2 separate regions of the Rattus norvegicus genome follow, and region 2 is linked to region 1. The links are chromatin contacts, called in public Hi-C maps. All regions are on one chromosome and are shown on one strand. The core of a region is the stretch at or near the end of the contact, and the rest is flanking DNA. Distances in the headings are between cores, read along the strand shown. Region 1 holds the start of Pnpla7 (patatin-like phospholipase domain containing 7). Region 2 holds the start of LOC108350588 (60S ribosomal protein L23-like).

Evidence for each region. Hi-C and Micro-C count contacts between places; a contact is called where the count stands out from the background.
Region 2: a Hi-C map of the A7r5 cell line shows a contact between it and region 1, with 4 times the contacts expected there. The contact joins the promoter of LOC108350588 here to the promoter of Pnpla7 in region 1. A contact is called at or near these places in 3 of 12 Hi-C or Micro-C datasets (the A7r5 cell line, Schwann cells and frontal cortex) and 1 of 1 datasets of contacts at active chromatin or transcription factors (oligodendrocytes).

What each region holds. Positions count from the first base shown.
Region 1 is chr3:28,175,788-28,182,408 of GRCr8, forward strand. Pnpla7 (patatin-like phospholipase domain containing 7) reads left to right here and starts at 4,964. Exons shown (of 35, transcript NM_144738.2): 1 at 4,964-5,217. The coding sequence starts at 5,188. It overlaps Mrpl41 (mitochondrial ribosomal protein L41), which reads right to left and starts at 3,968. Exons shown (of 2, transcript NM_001013426.1): 1 at 3,822-3,968; 2 at 3,050-3,608. The coding sequence starts at 3,585. The coding sequence ends at 3,181. It overlaps Dph7 (diphthamide biosynthesis 7), which reads left to right. Exons shown (of 9, transcript NM_001394340.1): 9 at 799-1,386. The coding sequence ends at 1,244.
Region 2 is chr3:28,392,407-28,398,968 of GRCr8, forward strand. It overlaps LOC108350588 (60S ribosomal protein L23-like), which reads left to right and starts at 2,120. Exons shown (of 1, transcript XM_063284810.1): 1 at 2,120-6,562. It overlaps Nrarp (Notch-regulated ankyrin repeat protein), which reads left to right. Exons shown (of 1, transcript NM_001143750.1): 1 at 1-893.

The DNA.
Region 1 (6,621 bases), core at 3,714-6,213:
CATGACATCTCCTCCATGCTCTTGTGGCTCTGGCTGCTGCAATGTTTCCACTGCACACTATTTTATTTATTTATTTCTGACACTTTCCTCATCTGCCAAGCTTTCCAGGGAAGTTACCAGAAAGAAACTGCTTCTGAGACCCACTCAGGCTGCGAGACCCTAGCCATTGTCCATTGCACTGAGCTCCTCACTGCTTCTCTTTGAGATACTTATGAGTATCTGTTAGTGGAAGCAGAGGGTCCTTCAGTTCCACTCTGCTGTGAGCTCTCGCAGGGCCTTCCCCGTGGTGATCCACTGTGTGCTCCTGAGAAGGGGCTGGCAGAATGTGCATGGGCACTGTACACATGCCTGGATGCCTGCTGCCTGAGGAAACCAGGAGAGGGTATATGAACCTCTGAACTGGAGTTCCTGGCAGCTGTTGCCTGCCATGTGAGGTCTTCTGCAAGAGCAGCCATCTTTCTTACCCTGTTTCCTCATCCCCCCTCCCCCATTTGTTGTTTTTCCTCTTCCTATCTTACTTCCAGAAAGCTTTTGCCAAATCCTCCAGTTTGGAAGCATTGCCCCATCTGTGAGTCTTGTCTAGCCCTGGCTGATCTCAGAGACATAGTGCACATTGCAAAATTCGTGTTTTTTTTTTCCTACCCACCTTTCCACAGCTTCATTCTTATACAGAATTGACAGCTACTCAAGAAATGTGGACTAACCGAATGGCTGCCACTGGTGGAAGTTGATGGGCCACAAATGGAGGCTGATTAGCTTTGAGTAATGCTGTTTTTCCTCTTCTGTTTCTCACTACAGAGGAGAAGCAGGACATAACTGTTCTAACCTCCCACACGATGCCTAACTCATTAGTGTATGGGGCTGACTGGTCCTGGCTTCTTTTCCACTCCGTGAAGTCCACACCTGCCTGGTCCTTGGATCAAAATGACGTGGGAGTCAAAGCAGCAGACCACGATAGCCTGAAGGCTGCACAGCAGCTGCCAGCCCCTTCTCAGGAGCACACAGTGGATCACCACGGGGAAGGCCCTGCGAGAGCTCACAGCAGAGCGGAACTGAAGGATCCTCTGCTTCCACTAACAGAGGACAGGAAGAGCAACAGCAAAGGATCCTGCTCACCCTCAGTCAAGAGGAGTGGTCTTAGCCGCCGCCCTAGTGGACACAACTTTGACAGCAGCCTCCTGGCCACCTGCTCCTTTTATGACCATGTTCTCCACCTTTGGAAGTTGGAGACAAAGCAAACCTGAGGCTGCACTCTTTGCAGGGATACTGGATGTGATCTGGGGAGTGCTGGCCATTGAGAATGGTCTCTGTGATGCTGTCGTGGCAGTGAGTGGGATTTTCTAGCTCTAATAAAGTGTCTTGGGTATATTTTTATTTTCAGCTCTTCACTTGTATTTAAGTCCCTGCTTATATTAAGTAAATAACTCCTAATTTAAAAAAAATGTAATTATGTATATGCATCTGTCTGTGTGCGGGTGCTGGAAGAAGCCAGAGAAGACTCTGGATCCCCCTGGAGCTAGGGTTACCAGTGGATGTGAGCCACCATGTGGGTTCTAGGAACCACACATGGGTCATTTTTTTATGTGTATGAATGTTTAACTGTGCCCATATGTGTCTGCTGCTCCTGAGGTCAGAAGAGGCTATTGGATCACCTGGAAGTTAAGAGTTACAGACAGCTTTGCAAGTGCTGCAAGAGTGGGGAGCACTACTAACCCTTGAATCTCTAGCCTGCGGCCCATCAAAGGGTTTCTTTGATTTTTTGTGAGTACACAAATACCACTGTATACATGTGGCGATCACAGGACAATGTGCAGGGCCGGTGTGAGGCTTGGCAGGAAGTACCATTGAGCCACCGTGCTAGCCCTACAGCCCTCTTTTTAAACTCTTACCTTACAAAATAAGCAGAAGTTATTTCCTAAACAGAAGTTTTACCTTTTTTGATACTGGAAGTGGCATTATTCCCAGCTCTGAACTAATTTTAAAAGTGGGTAAGGGAATAAAAGGTGTGTAAACATTACAAGCTGCTCCAGGGAGCACAAACGGGAATTATTTGTAAGGGTCAGTGTGAGGCACTCACCACTTAATCATAGCACTAACAACTTCGTCAGTTCAATAGATGGTTCTGTGGGGTCACATCAGGCTATGGAGCTATTGAGATTCCCATTTTGACTCTTACCTGGCAAGAGAAGGCACTGGGATACATCTGACTCTCAGTATGATACACACGTGTTTAGAAAAGAAAATGTTATTTTAAATGAAGTTCCATCAAATACAGGGACTTACATATGTAGACAAGTTATGGTATCTAGCACTGAACTGTATTCCCAACTATCTTTTCCTTCCCTGTGCCTACATATTCCAGGCTGATCATAAGCTTACTATGTAGTCTAAGCTGGTTGGCTTTAAACTTAAGATTCACCTACCTAAGCTTATTCCCAAATGCTAAGCTCACAGGTCCTGTTCCTTTCTGCCTTTTAAGACAGGCTGTGGTGATGCCTGTCTTAAAGCACATGACAGATCTCTGACAGGCTGAGGGCAGCCTGGTGGTCTACATAGTAAGTTCCAGGACATCAAGCCTGGGGCAGCAAGCCCCAGAGATCCTGTTCTCTTTCCTATTGCTGAGGTCTCAAGCATAGGCCACCACACTTGCTTTTTACACGGGCTTAACTTGGGTCTTCCTGACTGCATGGTAAGCACTATATTGGCTCAACTCTCTCCCCACTCATGTTATTTTTTTTGATGGAATAACTATTTTGGTTATCATTAAAGGGATCCTGCTGGCCCAATTATTTCAAATAAAAGGTGTTAAATATAAGGGTTAGCTAAGTCTTCAATGGGACAAAAACCATCTAAGGGGCTATGATGAGTAAGGTAATGGTCATGAAAAAGCAGTGTGGCATTAACTGCTTTTGTGACTTACATCTTAGGGTTTTCCTAAGAAAAACCAACAGGAACTACCCTCATCTTGGAGCCAGAGAAGTGTGCTCCCAGACTGATTTGTTATGAACTCTGTAGCACACGTCAATGACTTGATCCAGAACATATATTGTACAAGATACTAAAGGCATTTAATAGAAGTGCACAAGGAAGCTGCCCCTACTCTTTGAGACACTCAGAATCCAAGGCATGGTCAGTATTGTTTCCACTTTGTAGACAAACCTTAGCCACTGTCACGGTCTTCTAGCGTGGGAAATTCTTGGGATACAATTGGAACAGTTTGCCTTCCTGTGTGGGCTCAAAGCCATATTTCTCCAGGTTGTTAGCATCAAAAGTCCCTTCTTTAAAGTCTTTTTCGATAGCGGGTGCAACTGTTTCCAGGAAGAGCGCTTTGGCGGTCAGAGGTGTGTCTATGCCTGCAGGAGCTCGGTAATTAACGTAGGGCTTGAGCTTGAAGCCGGTCAAGTCCGGGACCACAAATTCTGGAACCATTTCTTTTATTTGCACAAACTTCCTGTTTGTATAGAAGCCTGTTTTCTTGGCACCCCGACTCTTAGTGAAGGTGCGTGGTCCCCGCTTGCTTGTCCACTTGCTCATCCTGTCCGCTCCCCGCACCAGGCCTTGAGTCACGGCAGTCAGGAAACCCATGCTGGGTTCCGGATAAATCAGCTCTGAAAGAACAAGGCAGCTAAGGGAGTCAATCAGAGCCAGAGGAACTTACCCAGAACCCGAGAGCCCAGGAGCAAGGATGGCCGTGGGTCCTGTGGGAGCCAATGATCCGAGAAGCCACAGGCAGAGAGGACCCAAGATCCCTCTTAAAGGAGACTACCCCTGACCGCGAAAGATCCCGGACCCCGTGCAGGCGGCGCCAACTGGAAACCGACCTGGGCTGGTGGCTCTAGAGTTCGGCCCTCAAGACTCTTCTCCCTTTCCGACTTGAGGTCAGACACGGTTTCCGCAGCCTTAGCCGTTTAAAACACCGCCTGTCCGCTCCTTCACAGACACAGCAAGGTCCCCACAGCGATTCCGACCATAGGCGGGGTCAGACACTCCTTAGTAAGAGCCTCGCTGACTGGTCACCAAGGCGCCCAATGCCCAGCCTCAGCCGAGCGGAGGGTGTGTGGCCCAGGGAGCTAAGCCAATCCGCGCAGTTGCGCAGAGCGGGATGTAGATGCACCGCCCACCTCCCTGCTCTCTCTCGCCTTGAGCCGGGAGGTGGCAGTCGAGCTCTAGCCTGTCGAGCCGTCGCTCTTAGCTGTCGTCAGCCCCAGGATAGAAGGCTCACAACCGCTGCGCCAAGGCCGGCCGCGGGACCGGTGCGGGTGTCATCCGTGCTGCCCTAGGTGTTGGGAGTAGGGGTTTGCGGACCCTCCAAGTCACTTCCGACCCGCTGTTTCCCGGACTGTCACTATCCAGGACCCGCCAGTGACCGGCGGTCTACCCCACGGTCTGGCGCATGGCCAAATCTACGTGGATCCTAGTGGTCCTCTAGTTAATCATCTTTGGTCACACCATATGCACCGTGTCTGTGATGTCGTCCACACGCTGCCCGCTGTGGCTGGGTCCCTCTTCACCCTTCACCCCTCTCCTTTGATACCCCGTCCTCTGGTCTTTCGGGGGTTACTCCTCGGCTATAACTATTTCCCCTTCCCTCCTCTGATCAAGACTCCTTCTGGGCTAGAATCTTTCCGGAGCTGTGAGACCTCTACACGGCTTTCCTTATCTTTCCCCTTGCGTACATCATCACCCTGCCCGGGTGAAGTCCACCCTCTAGCTCGTCATACTTCCCTACTGCCTGCCTCCTTCGTCCCCGTTGTTTTGCTTCCCTCCTGAGCCACTTTCTCAGCTGCCCCAACTCCCTGAACTGTCAACCAATTTACACTTCTCGTCTCCTCCCCTAACTCCACCCCCCAAGCCCAGTTCGCAGTCCCCACGTGGCCGCTTGAACCCTGACTCTGCTGCTCAACTCCCCACCCCCAACCCCCACCCCAACCCCGGGCCACAGTTGTGGGTTCCACTTAGACCACGTGAGGCTGTTTACCGGAGGCGGAAGCACACAGAGAAAGCAGACGCTTCTGGAAAACAACTTGTTTTGGAGCACAGAGTTCTGAAGTTCCTTCCAATAAGAGCGTTTGTGTGGAAGGGAGCTGGCAAGACTGGAACTATAGTTGTCCTGCCGTAAAGGTTCTGGAAGAGCAGCTTGTCTCAGCCTGTCTCCTTTTCGCCCTCTACATTGTTTTGCTTTCAGTCATGCAGAAAGAGGAAGATGTCTGCCCCGAGGTAGGTAGACCAGGCATGGGTAAGACCCAAACCCACAGGGGGAACTTTTCCAGAGATCAGAAGGACCCTTTGCCTCAGGTGTCTATCGAAGCTTCTTGAAGACCTAGGGAATGTGGGAGTGGTAACTCAATCTAGTTCCCCGTCCCAGCTGGACACTGGTTGCTAGACAGTGGTTCTACATAGTGTGGACAAAGGAACTTGGTTGGCTAGTAGATCATTATGAAGCCTTCTTTTCCCCTCTTAAGGTCACAGTTGTTACTGTTTTCTCTTAGGACTTTGGTATTTGAAGAGTCTTTTTCTCAGTCCAACGCTAGCCACACCCCCAAAGCCATTATTATTATTATTATTATTATTATTATTATTATTATTATTATTATTATTATTATTTTATTGACACAGGGTCTGTACCTATCTGCGGAACTCACTCTGTAGACCAAAATGGCCTTGGATTTGTAGACTGCCTGCCTTTGCCTCCCAAGTGCTGGGATTTTTTTAATGAGCAAGAAAAAATAGATCCTTAAGAATAATCCTAAAAAGCTACAGACTGAGCTGCTCTACTGTGGTAGACTGTATTTGGTATCTCTCCTCAGATAAGGTAAACTCAGAGGAGCATGGAAGGTGTGGTTGGTGTGCTCTCGTGCACTCCAATTGATAAAGTTGTGAGAGCTGAGCTGGGGCACCGGAGAAGGGAGGTGGGTGCCTCAGTTTTAAAACCAAAACCATACTGGCTATCCACTGTACCACAGGGTTCTGGTCGACAGTAGACCACATGCAATAGTGACTCCACAGATTGTATCAATTGATGGGGTAATAGTATCTTGTGACATTTGCACCTTGTGACATTTACGTCACGAGGAAGTTACCTAAGAACATACTGGGCTGGGGCAGTGGTGTCCAATGCCTTTAATTCCAGCACTGCCAAAACAAACAAGCAAGCAAGAACATACTGGTTTTTTTGAGACAGGGTTTCACTGTGTAGCCCTGGCTGTCCTGGAACTCACTTGTAGACCAGGCTGGCCTGGAACTCAGCCTCCTGCCTCTGCCTTCCCAGGGCTGGGATTAAAGGCATGAAACACCAACTTCTGCAGAGCGTACTTAGTGGAACCTATTCCTCCTCATCCTTAAACAAGACTCAATTGTTTGCCTTTTCAACCAGGATCACAAAGCTGAGTTCTCTAGGCCGCCCACTTACTCTGTTAGGATGCAGGACTGTACCTTTGGGGTTCTTTGTTGTGTGGCCTTCAGCTCTCTTTGGGTTTCTGGCAGGGATGGCTGACTGAGGCACGCTGTTCATTTTTAAGGCTGGGCTTTGGTCCTCAGCAGTCAGTTAGAAACTGTGGGCCCTGCACTGTTCGTTCCTAACTGCTTGGGAGAAAGGGGTGGCTGGATATTGGAGGACTGAGG
Region 2 (6,562 bases), core at 870-3,369, 210 kb after region 1:
AAAAAAGTAAATGAATTTGCCACAAGTAAATGTCATAACATTTATGACAGAATATAAAATATTAACATATTTTAAGCCAAGTTTTAGGTGTATTTTTTGAATCTTGGTTATGAACCCAATTTTAAAGGGCGTTGTATCCAGCGTTGTGAAGGCTGTTGTGTACCCATATTTATATTTTTATAAAATTCCTATAAAGACTGTGAATCTCTCATGGTATTGCTGAATGAGTGGAAGGGCTGCCGTGACCTTTCTGCCTTCCCCAGCCCCCTCCCCACCCTCAAGCCTATTATGATCAGAGGATCCTGCCATGAGGGAGGGGCTGTGCCAAGGACCAGGGCTGGAGGAGGTGTGGAGTGTCACTTGCTGTCTCTGGAAGGAGACTTCCTGGTTTCTGTGATTCCAATTTCCTATGCAACCCCACACCCCTTTTTGTTTTGATTCTGGGGAATAAAAGGGAGGCTGAATTATTCAAATTTAAATGAGGTTTCCCCTTCGTAGAAGTGCTGCTGACCCTGCGTACAAAAATGGGGAGCACTTGAGGACACAGGTGGGTGGGGCCCTTTGTGCTGCCTGGTCCTTCTCTTTGGTCTTCTACACTTTTATGAACCAGTGTGGGAGGAACAGTGATAATGTGAAAGTGGCAAACATTGAGACAAGCACAGATTACTTCAGAAGGAGTTCTCTATGGTTTTTCTTCATGCAAATGCCTTTTTAATTATGTTAATTAATGTTAAGACTTCCTAGACCTATGTTGAAGCTTCAGATGGGTCTTGGTCTGGTCTCTTCTATCTGTATGAAGTCTGGCACACTCCTGAGCGTATGATATAGACTTGTAGCCCATCGTGAAAAATTTATAAATAAATTTTTCATTGCTCTTTTTATATTAAAAAAAATACTGGTTCTTAATTTTGGAACAAGTCATGGATCCTCTGTAAGCAGATGAGGATTGGGCCATGGCATGCTGTCTTTAGCTAATAGAGGATGGCTGCTTGGCTTGTGAACCTAGAGAACAAGCTGGGTAAAACATGAGCTCAGCCTAGCTCAACCGTCAAGTCTAACTCAACCACAGGGGCTTCGGAAACCCAGATGCACCTCAGGAGCTCCTGTCTTAGCCACTTCCTAGTACTGACAGAGAGGCTGAGACCTCCCCAGAGAAATATCTGCTTGTAGCTCTTCCTGCTTCCTACCCAGCCTGAGAGTTGAAACCCTGGAGGAAGTTCTGCACAGATGAGGGTCTCTTTAGATTTGGGGGAACATTCCAGTTGCTCCAGGGCAAGTAACAACTCTAGACATTTGGACTTCCAGAGTCCAGGGCCAAATTCACCAAAAAGCAGATCTGAGTTAGGTCCAGGTTTCCCATACCTGTGATTTGAGGAAATGCATTGGAGGAATATGGACAGCCCTGTCCTGGGGTCCGAATTGGAATCAGGGAAGGAGGTGCCTGACTGGACCAGAGCAGCAGCAGCCATGAGAGGAACTCTGAAGGAGCCGTGATATAAGTAGCTATTGTGATACAAACTCCAGGCAGCCACCAGTCCCCCACACACCCCTCAGGTTCCTACTTTGAGGTCTTATCATTTTCTCCCTAGCAACAATAAGGTTATTAAACTTCCAAGAGTGAGCAGACTATGATGTATATACTCTGCAGAGACATGGGATCTTCCTCAGAAGTCCTGCTCCAGGAATTGTTACCACTGGGAGTACCCATGCCTTCCCCTGCGCTATACTATTTTCATGGGAATGAGACAAGTCCGAAGTTATACTGTTGCTGATGTCCCTTTCCCTGGAGTGCAATGGCCAACCGTTCTTCCAGCTCAACAGACTGCCCACAGCTAGAATGATGTGGCCGGTTAAGTCTTTATTCCCCACCCTCTCCCTAGACTGTTCGAGTACTAACTTGGAGTTGTGAGGAGGGAAGGCTAGACAAGAATCACTGCCTTCACAGCACCTTTAGAATTACCCCACCTAGGAGAGGCTCGAGGGCTTCCAGATACGCCTTTGCCAGCTGCAGTCCTGCATCTCCTTCTCTTTGGAGGGATACAGCAGACTGTGTTGTGCCATCAATGAAGTGAAGCTAAGAAGAGATGGGAAACCAGGGTTTGGTGGCATAGACCTTTAGTCCAAGCACAGGGGAGGCAGAGGCAGGCAGAGCTCTTGAGTTTGAGGCCGGTCTGATCTTCACAGTGACACAGTCAGGGCTACACAGACAGAGAAACCCTATCTCAAAAAAAAAAAAAAAAAAAAAAGAAAAAAGAAAAAAAAAGATGGCTGAGGAGGGAACCCATGCTGTCTGAGCTGAGGTGAAAGCACAGCCTCTTCACAATGCAGCACACTAGGAGACTAGGAGGCAGGTAGGTAGACACACTCAACCCTCAAATCACCAGCCCTTCCCCTTGGTGGGCTCAGCTATGGCAGGAGTGCCAGCTAGTCAGGCCCACAGAGTGCGACTGGGCAGCGTGCTCCAGAGTGAGCAGGGGAGGACTTAGCTGAAGTCTTTAGGCTGGCAGAGCAGGGAGGGTTCAGCAGGAACAGTACTCCACTGAATGTCTCCCATGACAGCCAGTTGCTTGTGCAGTGGGAGCAGGCCTAAGTCTCTAGATGTGACCAAGTCAAGGTTGCCGTATCTCCAGCGCCCTAGAATGTAGTGGCCAGTGGTCCTTTCAGCTCAACAAAGTACCCACTGCAGTGGAGTGGGCAGTGGTATTGGCTAGACGAGTCTGGGATAAATTTCCTATCCTCTCCCCAAACTGGTCCAGGTTAGGGCAGGTGAAAAGAAGTTATAGATGACCCAGGTTCCCCCTCTGTCCTGGCCTTCCAGAGCTGCAGATGTGCCTGTTGCTAGGTGAGGGTACAAGCCAAGAGGCACTGAGAGGACCTGGAGAAGGAATGGGCACCAGAATTGGGAAACCCTAAAGGGAGAAAGGACACAGAGAATGTGAGGGCCCCGTTTTCAGAAGAGTGCTTGGCTCCTACCCATCTCTGATCTGACCCATTACAGAGAAAACATTTACTTCCAGAAATGCAGAAATATCGTCTACTTGTAAGAGTGGACTGGGAAGAGCCAACAGGGGAGAGTCAGGACACAAAGCAGGCCAGAAAGGGAAAAGAGAAGTGGCTATGGGGCACTCTTGTCCCTAAAGCTCGCCACAAAAATGGACAGAGGGGGTTGGGGATTTAGCTCAGTGGTAGAGCGCTTGCCTAGCAAGCGCAAGGCCCTGGGTTCGGTCCCCAGCTCCGAAAAAAAAAGAAAAGAAAAAAAAAAAAAAAAAAAAAAGGACAGAGGGGGCGTGTACCACAGATGAAGGAACAGCTACCCTTTGACCTGGGAAAGCCAGCTGTGTCTTGGTGCTCCCATGAGGCCTCAGGGAAGAGGCGACATCCACAGGCCTTGAAGGACGGGAAAGGAGGCCTCTTGCCTGGGACTGCTAAGCAACAAAGCCCAAGCCCTCCGTATAAGGGCTCAGGCCGTAGGAGGGGCCGTCGAAGGTCTGGGAACCTCAGCAACTGCTCCTTCTGAGGCCTTGGCAAGACCCTCCTGGGGCTCTAGGGTCCCTGGAGGCCGCCCTCCCCCACCGCCTCAGCCCCGCCCCCGTGCGGCGCATTCTTCTGGTTGGATGTCCTTCCGACAGTCCCCTGCGTGTCCGTCTGTCGGTCTTTCTTCTCTCGCCCGCACCGAAGCCGCGGCCCCATTCATTCCGGAGGCCTCTGCCCTCTCCTGAGCCGGTCCTCGCTCGGCGAGCAGCTGCTATGCTAATGAGGACGGCGGCCGGTGGGGCGGGCAAGCACTCACAAAGGCAGAGTCTTTACATTCAAAGCCAGCAGGGCGGTTCCTGCGAGCCCGCCAGGCGAGGCGACCGAGAGCGGCGCCCTCCGGCGCACCGGCTGCCCAAGCACCCACTGCCGGGCTCGGTGTGAGAGCAGAGACCAGCTGTCGTCTGCTCTAGGTCACGGCCTGGGACCCGCAGCTCCTTAGGAAGACCTGCCTTTGCCCTCCAGACACTTCTTAGTGCCTCGGGGACTCTTGGTGCACGTGTGCAGGGCCGCGAGCCACACTGCTGTCCACCCCAAGACAAGGAGGTTGTAGGAGACCCAAGCAGAGTCTGAGAACACCCCGGTCCTGACCAAACAGGAGCAGAGATCTCTGGTCACCTCCCGTGAGCGGGCGGGGTTCCCCTTCGGCACGGTGGAACAAGGACCGGGCGGGAGAACAGGGGCGAGACTGGATCTCGGACGCTCCTTGCCCAACTTGGACCTCCCCAGCTTCTGATGACCTCGGCTCATCCTGTGGCGCTTAAAGCGAGTTAGGGAAAAGGGGGTGGAAGCTGGGGAGGGGGCGGCTGCGTCTGGCCTGCGAGGCTATGCTGCCTCCCTGTGGTCACGGCCCGCACTTGGTCCCCGCCAAGAACACTAGGTGTGTGACCGGGTGGGCAGCTGTGTTTGTGCACATGGTTACCCAGGACTCTAACCTCCATCCGTCGAGGCATGAAGCGAAGGTTGGGTGAAGTGCTTAGGTCACTTTGGAGCAAGAACTGACATGCACAGATCAGAAAGGCATGACCAGCTGGAGCTTCGCACAGCGTGGGAGCTCGACAAGGTGGGTTATGGGACAGAGAGCGAGTTCTCAAAACCAAGTGAGCGGGATGGATAGAGAGAAAGAAATAGGGAAAGACTAGGGAGGAAATGCACAGCCGGCCTTGGCCGTGTAGCGGAAGTTAAAGCCTGATCATTTGTGGAAAGAACAGGAAAGGCCGAGACAACAAATCAGAAGGTGGAGCATTAGGTGACAGAGGCCAACTGCCCAGCTGGAACCCCTGGATCACTCCTGCTGTCCCTATGATGTCTTGACCAAATGGAAAAAGGAAGATAATCCAAGGTCCAAGGCTTCAAAGATGGTTAGCAGAACAGCCACAGTTGTAGCCCTTCCCCCAAGGGCCACATTTCTAATGGCTGCAAGATACAGGACACATTCCAAATGATCATCACAATATATTAGAGGGTGCCCTGGGTATAGAGCCTGGAGCCTCTGTGGGAGCCTTGAGGGCCAGCCCCCTGTGGGTCCAGTGGTGGCTGGCACTAGTAGGCTGCCTCTCCTCCTGCAACCTAAAATGATAAGCTGAAACCATAAGCCAATTAAATGTTCTCCCTCCCTCCCTCCCTCCCTCCCTCCCTCCCTCCCTCTGTCCCTTCCCCCCCCCCTTTCCCCTACCTTCCTCCTTCCCTCTCATCCTCTTGTCCTCCCTGCTGTGTATCCCTGGCTGTCCTGGAGCTTGATTCTAGGCCTCAAATGTAAAGACCTTCCTTCTTCTTCCACCCAGTCTTCTGCTGGGATTAAAAGGATGCACTACCACTGCCTGGCAATTAAACGGTTTCTTTTCTAAATTGCTTTGGTCATGATGTTTTATCACAGTAATATAAAGGTAGTTAAGATATGCATCTATCGGGGTTGGGGATTTAGCTCAGTGGTAGAGCGCTTGCCTAGCAAGCGCAAGGCCCTGGGTTCGGTCCCCAGCTCCGAAAAAAAAAAAAAAAAAAGAGAGAAAAAAAAAGATATGCATCTATCAAAAACCACCTCCGAAGGCTGCTGAGTGTCACAGATGATGGCACTTGCTACACAAGCCTGCTGACCAATGGTGAAGGGAGGGGAGAGCAGCAACTCCACAGGTGTCCTGTGGTCTCCACACACTAGCCGTGACACATACACTCATGCATACGCATCATGCACATGGCTAGGCTTGGAGCTGCCCCGCGCCTACAATGTCGGCACTCAGAGTCTGTGAGTCGGAGGCCAGCCAGAGCTACATAGTGAGACCCAGCCTCAAGAAAATAAATTCAAGCTTGAAATTAAAAATAACTTTCTGAGCCAGGTGTAGTGAATGTCTTTAATCCCAGAATTTGGGAAGCAGAGGCAAGAGGTTCTGATTCAAGGCTAGCCTGATCTACAACGTGAGTTCTAGAACAGTCAAGGCTCTACAGAGAATCCCTGTCTCAAACCTGCATACCCCCCAAACATAATTTAAAATAATATAAGCTTGGTGGTGGTAACACACGCCTTTAATCCCAGTACTAGGGAGGCAGATGCAGATTGATCTTTGAGTTCAAGGCCAGCCTGGCTACACAGAGAAACCCTGTCTTGAAAAACCAATAATTAATACTACTACTAATAATAATAATAATAACAACAACAACAACTAAAAGCTTTGGGGACTAGGCATGTGTCGTCATGGTGGAACATTTGTTTTTTCGAGACAGGATTTCTCTGTGTAGCCCTGGTTGTCCTGAAACTCAGTCTGTAGACCAGGCTGCCCTCAAACTCAGAGATCCTCCTGCCTCTGCCTCCTGAGTGCTGGGATCAAAGGCTGTGCCACCACCACCACACTTACATTATTTCTTTTAGAACAGGTCCCCGTCTAGGTGACTGATGGGCCCATTTTGGGGGAGGACAATAATATGTCTTTTGCTTGTTGTATGATTTTTGTGAGTCTTACTATACATCTCTGTCTGCCCTAGAACTTACTATATAGACTGCAAGCTGCCTCTGCCTCCTGAGTGCCGGAATTAAAGC